Regions from separate parts of the Sus scrofa genome. Here region 2 is linked to region 1. Evidence: chromatin contacts called from public Hi-C data. All regions are on one chromosome and are shown on one strand. Each heading gives the region's core, a stretch centred on a gene start, on an enhancer-like site or on the middle of the called end of the contact. The rest is flanking DNA. Distances are from core to core; before and after follow the strand shown.

Region 1 (4,424 bases), core at 1,148-3,647:
TTCACCTTGGCCTAGCACATTTATGCCCTGCTGCCATTGCTAGCAGAAGCTGTCCTGCCTGCTGTTGTTGCTACCTTGTGGACACCAGGGGGCAGCCAAGTACATAAGTTGCATCTTCCCCTGGGCCCCCATGGCAGGACCTGATGTGCCCAGCCGATGTGGGACAGCCTTCACATCCAGATAAAATCTGTTAGCTCCCAGGAGCGCCTGGGCTCAGCTGATCTGGGTAATTCACTGCACATTGATAATTTGAGACTTTGAAGAATTGGGCTGCCAGTTCATTTTGCCCCACTGGGGGTACCTAGTGCTTCAGGAAGCCACACTAACTCTGTTTCCCACAGACTTGATTATGTCTTAACAGGTGGAGCCACAGAATGTTTCTTTGAGCAGTTTGGAAATCTGAAAAATTCTAGCCTAGGCCACATCGTACAACCAAAATTCCAATATATTTTCTGTTTGCTAAAAAAGGTCTTACCGTATGGCCTTTCTGTCAATAAGGAGACAAAGAATATATATATATATAGTGTGTATGTGTGTGTGTGTGTGTGTGTGTGTGTGTGTGTGTATGTATATAGATATATATTTTTTTGGTAGCACCTACAGCACATGGAAGTCCCCAGGCCAAGGATCAAACCTGTGCCACAGCAGTAACCAGAGCCACAGTAGTGACAACAACCAGATCCTTAACCCCACTGTGCCATGAGGGAACTCCCTGAATATGATTTATGCAGTGTTCCCTTAGAACTTTTAGAACCCAGTGTTTCCAGTCATAATAGCATCTGAGAAGTCTGGGATTTTTTTTTTTTTTGTCTTTTGTCTTTTTAGGGCCACACACGCGGCATATGGAGGTTCCCAGGCTAGGGGTCTAATCACAGCTGTAGCTGCTGTACGCCAGAGCCACAGTAATGCCGGATCCTTAACCCACTGAGCAAGGCCAGGGATCGAACCCACAACCTCATTGTTCCTAGTCGGATTCGTTAACCACTGAACCACCACAGGAACTCCTTGAGAAGTCTGAGTCTAGTGGGTTCCCTTGTTAATCTGAGGTGGTGGCCCCAATGGTGGCGAGCGGAGAGTATAAGCAGTGCTTCTGAGTGGGGACTAGGTGGTCTCTGGCATCTCCAGCCTTAGGGAGCAGGTCAGCTCTGTCTAAGGGGATGGGCAGAAGGTGAGTGTGTGAGGCTGTGGGGAAACTAAGAGAATTTGAGAGCGCTTGCCGACATCCAGATGGGGGGACCTGGCCAAAATGGGGGGTGGAAGCAGGAGCCAACCTGTTGAGTCAATCTGGTCATAGAGAACTAAGGTGGGTGCCAATAAGATTGCTGCAGTGGAGCTGAAAGAGGCAAATAAGAACTCAGGTTGCACTTCCCATTGTGGCTCAGAGGGTAAAGAACCTAGTGTCCCTGAGGATGAGGGTTTGATGCCTGGCCCTGCTCAGCAGATTAAGGATCTGGCGTTGCCACAAGCTGCAGCATGGGTCACAGATGTGGCTCGGGTCCCGCGTTGCTGTGACTGTGGTGTAGACCGGCAGCTGCAGCTCCAATGCAGCCCTTAGCCTGGGAACCTCCATATGCCACGGGTACAGCTCTAAAAAAAGAGAAAAAAAGAAAAAGAAAGAAAGGGAGCATCCAGTACCCCAGCTGGGCTGTTAACACTTATATTCCAATGGACAGACTAAGCCTAGTTAATGGGACCAGGGTGGGGTGAATAACAACGCGTCCTGTACTTTCCCTCCAGGCTGTAATAGGACTCTCTGTCCTGTGTGGAGGGGGTAGCGGACTTGCTCTGCCTTGTGCCCTGACAAGATGTTCTGCACGTTCTACCCCCCAGGATAAATGTCCATGGGTGGGTAGCCTGGCACTCCGAATTGTTCTTATTAAGAACGTGTGTAGGAGTTCCCGTTGTGGCTCAGTGGTTAACGAATCCGACCAGGAACCATGAGGTTGCGGGTTCGATCCCTGGCCTTGCTCAGTGGGTTAAGGATCTGGTGTTGCTGTGAGCTGTGGTGTAGGTCACAGTCGCATCTCGGATCCTGCGTTGCTGTGACTCTGGTGTCGGCCGGTGGCTATAGCCCCGATTCGACCCCTAGCCTGGGAACCTCTCTATGCCACGGGAGCGGCCCTAGAAAAGTCAAAAAGACAAAAAAAAGACCAAAAAAAAAAAAAAAAAAAAAAAGAACGTGTGTAATGGGCTTCAAACCATGAAGACACAAAGGTTTTCTCTGGCTGTGCAGCCTCTGATGAGGTCTGACTTTCCAATAAAGGGCAGCAGCCGCTGGTCATATTTCTCCATCCTGGAAATTCTAGTGACAGTTTTAGGGAAATTTAGGGTGTGGAGGTTGTGGTCCAGGAAGTGAGAAGGAGGGTGGATTTCCTGTTGTGTCACCCCCTCTTACAGCATCATGGTGTATCTGGGGACTTGGCTAGCATTGAGTATTTCTTTGCTCCATTGATTGCAGCGCAAAGCTATAGCGGGTCCAAAGAGGATGAAGGGGACTTGGGCTTCCTTTCCAAAGAAACTTGGGTAAAAGAGTGATCTGCTTCTGCAGGAAGAGTAGCTCCCAAGATTGCTTGTGGTGTGGGTTTGTTTTCCCTCGGTGTGTGAAAACACTGGCTTTATCTATGTTTACTGCCCTCCACCCACCGAAAACGTTCTATCTCAATATGAACTCGTCTTCCTTCCCCTTTCCAAGGAGGCTCTTCTCAAGTTCCCCTCTCAGCAGCTGTCTCACTTCCTTTTAGATGTTCCCACCCAGCAGTGGCCACATTGCACTTTGATGAAAGAAAGAATGGGTAACCTTAACTGACCTCCTCATTGGGGCTCAAAGCTGCCTGGGCCCCCTCCCCCACCAAGGTCAATCAGCAATGTCACCAGGACCTATGTGTCTGCAACTGATGGGAACCCTTGGAGAGAGACTTGCCCAGAACATGGTTCCCTTTTGCACCTGAGAACCCTGACGAGTCTCAACCCCTTGCTGATGACATGACGATGAGCAAGAAGCAGATGTGGTATTTGAACAGAGGTCTTTTGATCAAAAATCTAGGGCTTGTTCTGTGACACTGGAGGCTTTATGAACAAGAGGCACTCAATTAATATTCCTTGAGAGGCAGTATATATAACGCAGTGGTTAAGATCCCCGCTTCTGACAACTGTTTTTATCCTAATGTGTGATAAAATGTACACAATATAAAATTTGCTATTTTAGGGAGTTCCCGTTGTGGCTCAGCGGTGACGAACCTGACTAGTATCCATGAGGACGCGGGTTCTATCCCTGGCTTTACTCAGTGGGTTAAGGATCCAGCTTTGCGGTGAGCTGTGGTGTTGGTCACAGACGTGGCTCGGATCTGGGGTTGCTGTGGCTGTGGGGTAGGCTGGCAGCTGCAGCTCACAATGGACCCCTAGCCTGGGAACTTCCATATGCTGTGGGTGTGGCCCTAAAAGGTTAAAAAAAAATTTGCTATTTTAACCATTTGCAAGTATACAATTCAGTGACATTAAGCATATTTGCAATGCTGTGCAACAATCATGAGGAGCCATTTCCAGAACTTTTCCACCATCCCAGCAGGATCTCTGTACTGCCAACTGGTTTCGAACTTAGGTTCTGCCACTTGGCAACTGTACAAGTTGGTAAACTTGTACCAATTCCTCAGGTGACGTCAATTTCCTCATCTATAAGATGAGGGTAATAATAACGCTTCTTCAAAGTACTGTCGTGTGTGTGTTCGTGTGTGTGTGTGTGTGTAAGACAAATACACATCGTAGTCATCATTGAGATGAATTGGTAATGTCGCTTGAATGGTTAATTCATTCATGTTTATTTCATATTTCTTAGTGGCTTGAGCCACCAGGCGGCAGGGCTAAGACTCAGACTCAAGTTAGCTTGACTTCAGGGCTTCTGTCTCTACTGCTCGTACTGTGAGGATTAACCGAGATAAGGCGGGTTCAGTGCCTGCCACGTCGCAGTGCCTCAACCAGCGGCAGCTATTTTATTGTTATCAGTATTATCTTTACTGTTAATCAAACGGAGATCGAAACTCATGCCTCCTTTACCTCTAAGGTGATGGAAATCTTCCAAACAGCAATAAAATTTTTTCTACCCTGGAGCAGAAGAAAGAGGCGGAGAGCCTCTTTGATATGTATGTACGACTAACCACATACGCCTGCCACCTAGCAACTGTCACCCTGGAGGATGCCCGTTTCCTGCTCCATTTGTCCTGCATGGCAGGCCCAGGGCCTGGAGCCTGGCAGGGTGGGCGGTGACAAGGACCAGCTGCCAACAGATGAAGGAGAATGAAGGGGGAATCCCGTTCAACCACTGCCTCCTGCAGCTGCTCTCGACTCTCCTTGCAGGATCCCCCAACCCCTCCCAACAGTACAGGGCGGTGGACACGTGGCCTTGAAAGAGAGGACAGAGAACCCTATCC
Region 2 (4,523 bases), core at 331-2,830, 520 kb before region 1:
GGTCCCTGGCCTTGCTCAGTGGGTTAAGGATCTGGCGTTGCCGTGAGCTGTGGTGTAGGTTGCAGACGCGGCTCGGATCCTGCGTTGTGTGGCTCTGGCGTAGGCCAGTGGCTGCAGCTCCGATTAGACCCCTAGCCTGGGAACCTCCATATGCCGCGGGAGCAGCACAAAGAAATAGCAAAAAGACAAAAAAAAAAAAAAAAGAATCATTAAATGAAGATCCTTATAAGAGCATTTGAAAAATGGTAAACTCCCGAAAGAAGACTTGCTGGGTCAAATAATATTTCAAGTTGCTGTCTAGAAGTTGTGCTCCTTCAGACAAGCACTGAGAGCACATCCATGTGCCTGATTCACCATATCCTCACGAGTACTGGGGTTTAGCAACCTTTTAAGTTTCTGCCAGGCTGTGAGGTGAAAAATGACATTTCTACCATCTCAATGCTGTTTTAATTTGCATTATTTTTACTTAATCATTCCTGAGGCTATGAACCCTTTTTGTTCTTTTTTTTTTTTTTTTTCTGGCTGCACCCACGGCATGCAAAAATTTCCAGGCGAGGGATTGAACCTGTGCCACAGCAGTGATAATCCCAGATCCTTAACCCATTAAGTCACCAGGAACTCCTGTGAACATTTTTTTATATGGCATAAACCCTTCGCGTCTTCTCTGTGAAATGCCTGTTCATTACTCTTTGACAATTTTTCTCATCATGTTGTCACTGATCTACAGAAGCTCCCTCATTCATTCTTTCGACAAGTATTTATTGAGCACCTACTGTGTGTCAGACCCTGCCCTGGGACTAGGAACACAGTGGTGAATAAGCAAAGCCTTAGCTTTCATGAAGCAGCCATGTAGGTAGAGGAAACAGATACGATGCAAATCACTAAATAATGTAACTGCTGCTCATGGTGAGTGCTGTAAAGAAAATAGTGCACTTCCTATAATGGGGCTCTTGCAATAGTATGAATAATAATATCTGTCTGCCTTTGCCTTTATCCTGGTTTGTCCTTTGTCTTTCAACTTTGCATGAGACATCTTTTGCCCAGGCAAAGGTGTTCAATTTTTTTTCACGATCAAATCTATCGTTCTTTTTCTTTACAGTTCCTAAGGTGGTTTTTTTTTTTTTTCTTTTTCCGCTTGCCTCGCAGTGTTTTAAAAAACATTCTCCTATGCTTGCTTCCCATCTTTCAATGGTTTCTCTTTAACAATCGAAACTTCTGACTAAGCTGAGCCCTCACTGGGAATAAGGAGTGAGGTAGAGACTCAGCTGTATTTTTTCCGGTGGCAGGGCCGTTGTCACAGTAAATGGCACCATGGATTAAACGGTGTGTCCTTCTCCCCAGAGATGGTGAAGCGAGGCTCACAGACAGGAAGAGCCTTGCTCAGGGTCACAGAGCAAATGAGGGGTGGCAGAACTAGGCAGAAATGTAAGGTCCCAAGGGTCGCTGACCTGCGCCAAAAGTTGTTGTCTGCGGTCACAGTGCCACTTTCCCATTCCGGGGAGCCTCCTGACCTCTCGCTCAGAGACAGGAGTGCAGCGGCCCAGGGCAGCTCCACTGCCTATAAATAGGCCACCACCTGCTGATCTGTGCTGAGCTACTTTACATCGAAGCAGCTTTGTCTGCCAGGGGCTGGGCGCAGAGGGCAGACAGCTCTGCCGTGTAGGAATCAAAATAGGAAGTGTCTACTCTAAATAAAGAAATCTGGCGTTGTTTTCATTCAGTGGCTGACGGAGCAGCTGCCGGCCCCGGGGAACCTTCCAAGGGGGCTGCCTCGAATTAGGCGGAAGCTATAAGCTGGCGGTTTGGAGCTTTCAGGGCCTTTCTGAGGTCTCAGCTAGAACAAGTCTAGAATCCAGAGGTTATCTTGAAAGGACAAGGGTTTGCACCACCTCCAGTGCCTCGCACTCCATCCCACGTGGTGTCTTCTCTGCAGACTCTCTCATCTCTGTGCACGTTTCCCGGGGCTGCAGACACCCCCTCCCCCACCTCCTCCCCCTAGGAGACAGGCGTGCAGCACCGGTCTCAGGGGAAAAAAGAAAAATGAAGTGAGAGTTAGAACATTCAGGTGACATTAAAAAAAAAAAAAAGAGGAGTTCCCGTCAGGCGCAGTGGTTAACGAATCCGACTAGGAACCATGAGGTTGTGGGTTCGATCCCTGCCCTTGCTCAGTGGGTTAACGATCCGGCGTTGCCATGAGCTGTGGTGTAGGTTGCAGATGCGGCTCAGATCCTGCGTTGCTGTGGCTCTGGTGGAGGCTGGCGGCTACAGCTCTGATTCGACCCCTGGCCTGGGAACCTCCATATGCCACGGGAGCAGCCCAAGAAATGGTAAAAAGACCAAAAAAAAAAAAAAAAGAAAGAAAGAAAGAAAGAAAAAAAGCTCATATTTTCCTTCAGTTACCGGGAGATTTTCGGTCAAAGTGTTCGAACAAAATTGGTGGATAATTGTCTCCATTATTTTGCTTGGCTTTCCATGGATAGACACAGCCGAACCTATCTGCAGGATCTTAGCATCCTGCTAACCTCGGCGGGTATTTTGTGGCTTCTCTCCTAAACCTCGAGTAAAATTACTGTTTGTAATAAGGTAAAACAAGCTCGTAGCCTCCCCTCTGTCCCCCGACCCCCTACCTACACACTGCGGAGATTTAGGGTCATTCTTCCCACACCAGCCATCTCTCCAGCCAGTCCCAATGTCAGATAGTCCCACCACCAACACGATGGGAAGAGACCTGAGTTCCAGCTCCAGCTCTGCCATGGCTGGCTGTGTGACCTGGGGCAAGTCACTGCCCTGCTCAGGGACTCGGGCAGCTTCTGGTAAAATGAGAAAGGTCAGTCTGGGTGGATTCCCTAACCCAGCTCCTCATCACAAATCACCAGTGGTGGAGTTCCCACTGTGGCACAACAAGATCAGCAGCGTCTCTGCAGTGCCAGGAGGCAGGTTCGATCCCCAGCCCAGCACAGTGGGTTAAAAGAGCCAGCATTGCCGCAGCTGCAGCGTGGGTCACAAATGTGGCTCGGATCTGATTCCTGGCCTGGGAACTCCACAAGCCGTGGGGTGGCCAAAAAAAAAAAAAAGAAAAAGAAAAAGAAAAAAAAATCAGTGATACTGATTAATAGATTCTAAGCTCCAGTTCTGACTTACTGAATCAGACTAAGCGTTAGGGGCCGCTGTATCTGTATTTCAACAAAACACCCAGGAGTTCCTGTGGCTGTGGTTAACGAATCTGAATAGGAACCATGAGGTTTCAGGTTCGATCCCTGGCCTTGCTCAGTGGGTTAAGGATCCGGCATTGCCGGGAGCTGTGGTGTAGGTTGCAGACGCAGCTCAGATCCCACGTTGCTGTGGCTCTGGCGTAGGCCGGTGGCTACAGCTCCAATTCAACCCCTAGCCCAGGAACCTCCGTATGCCACGGGAGCAGCCCAAGAAATGGCAAAAAAAAAAAGAAAAAACAAAAACAACAACAAAAAAAAACACCACCAACAACAAAAAAACACCCAGTGATTCCATGTGCAGGCGGGTTTGGGATCCAGTGAACTAGATGACTTCAAGGTCACTTCCACCTCTGACATTAGGTGTTTGGATACCTCCCTCAGTATTTCTGTGTTTGATCTCTAAAAAGGATGCTCCCTTTCACCTGCCCCAACCCTATGCAAAGGGAACCCTCCCCCACTTTTTCATCCGGAGCCCCGAAGGCCTCTGGCATTCACTGGTCAGACACTGAGTAGAGACCCAGGAGGAAGGGGTACACACATTATTGCTGGGGGAGGAGGCCAGGAGAGAAGAAAACAGCAGTAGTAACAACACAGCAACAACAGAAAAATGGGGGACTAGATCCGCCTGAAGGTCAAGGCAGCCTGAGATACCCCACTTCCTCAGGATATACAGGATATGCATTTTGTAGGGACCACACCTGAGGCTCATGTTCCCTGGGGTCATCTAGGCCCCAGCCCAGGTAACACAATGCAAAGAGGTACGGCCATGCTAAGAAACAGCCTTCTTTGAGTTGGCGAGGTCTTATGGCTCCTGAGCTTGCTACTAGCAAGCGAGCGCATGGACACATGTCTCTCAGCCACTGGGACCATCTGACCTCAGTCCTTAGGTCTAAGCCTGACCCGGGACAAGAGACCTGTAAGAAGCACTGGGCCTTGGCATGCGGACACTCCGGCCTTGGGGAAAGCTCTGAACTAGGACCCTCTTCCCGTAACTGGCACCCTGCCTTCTTTCAACCATCAAGAGCCCCCATTTCCAACCAGCTTTATCCCCCCACTCTCCTGCCCTAGATCCCTGACTTCCTGGCTCTATGCTCGAGTCCACATTCATTATTCATTCTCGAAGCGCCTGCTATTTACTAAGCACCTACTCTGACCTGGCACTGGGTTAATTAGGCCAATTGGAAACAAAACAGACATGATCCTGGCCCTCAGGAAGCCAACAGGCTAGCACAGTAATTGTCAACCTCATCAGAGCCAACCCTTCTTTTTTGATCATAAATATTTTTGTAGCACCCCTTTATTGTCCTAAAA

What was found. A called contact is a pair of places that touch in the nucleus more often than the background predicts.
Region 2: a Hi-C map of retroperitoneal adipose tissue shows a contact between it and region 1, with 1.6 times the contacts expected there. The contact joins two enhancer-like sites. A contact is called at or near these places in 3 of 47 Hi-C or Micro-C datasets (embryonic fibroblasts, retroperitoneal adipose tissue and skeletal muscle) and 1 of 2 datasets of contacts at active chromatin or transcription factors (skeletal muscle).

The regions. Positions count from the first base shown.
Region 1 is chrX:89,995,109-89,999,532 of Sscrofa11.1, reverse strand. No RefSeq gene overlaps it. Among named protein-coding and RNA genes, the nearest start is that of TMEM164, 110 kb to the left of the region's middle. Within about 2 kb of position 2,397, at least 6 of the 83 cell types and tissues checked have an H3K27ac peak or open chromatin away from gene starts, as enhancers often do. A contact at or near this core is called in retroperitoneal adipose tissue, where this site is marked.
Region 2 is chrX:90,513,553-90,518,075 of Sscrofa11.1, reverse strand. The region is part of intron 2 of LOC110257717 (a long non-coding RNA gene); the gene reads left to right. Among named protein-coding and RNA genes, the nearest start is that of RTL9, 37 kb to the left of the region's middle. Within about 2 kb of position 1,580, at least 7 of the 83 cell types and tissues checked have an H3K27ac peak or open chromatin away from gene starts, as enhancers often do. A contact at or near this core is called in retroperitoneal adipose tissue, where this site is marked.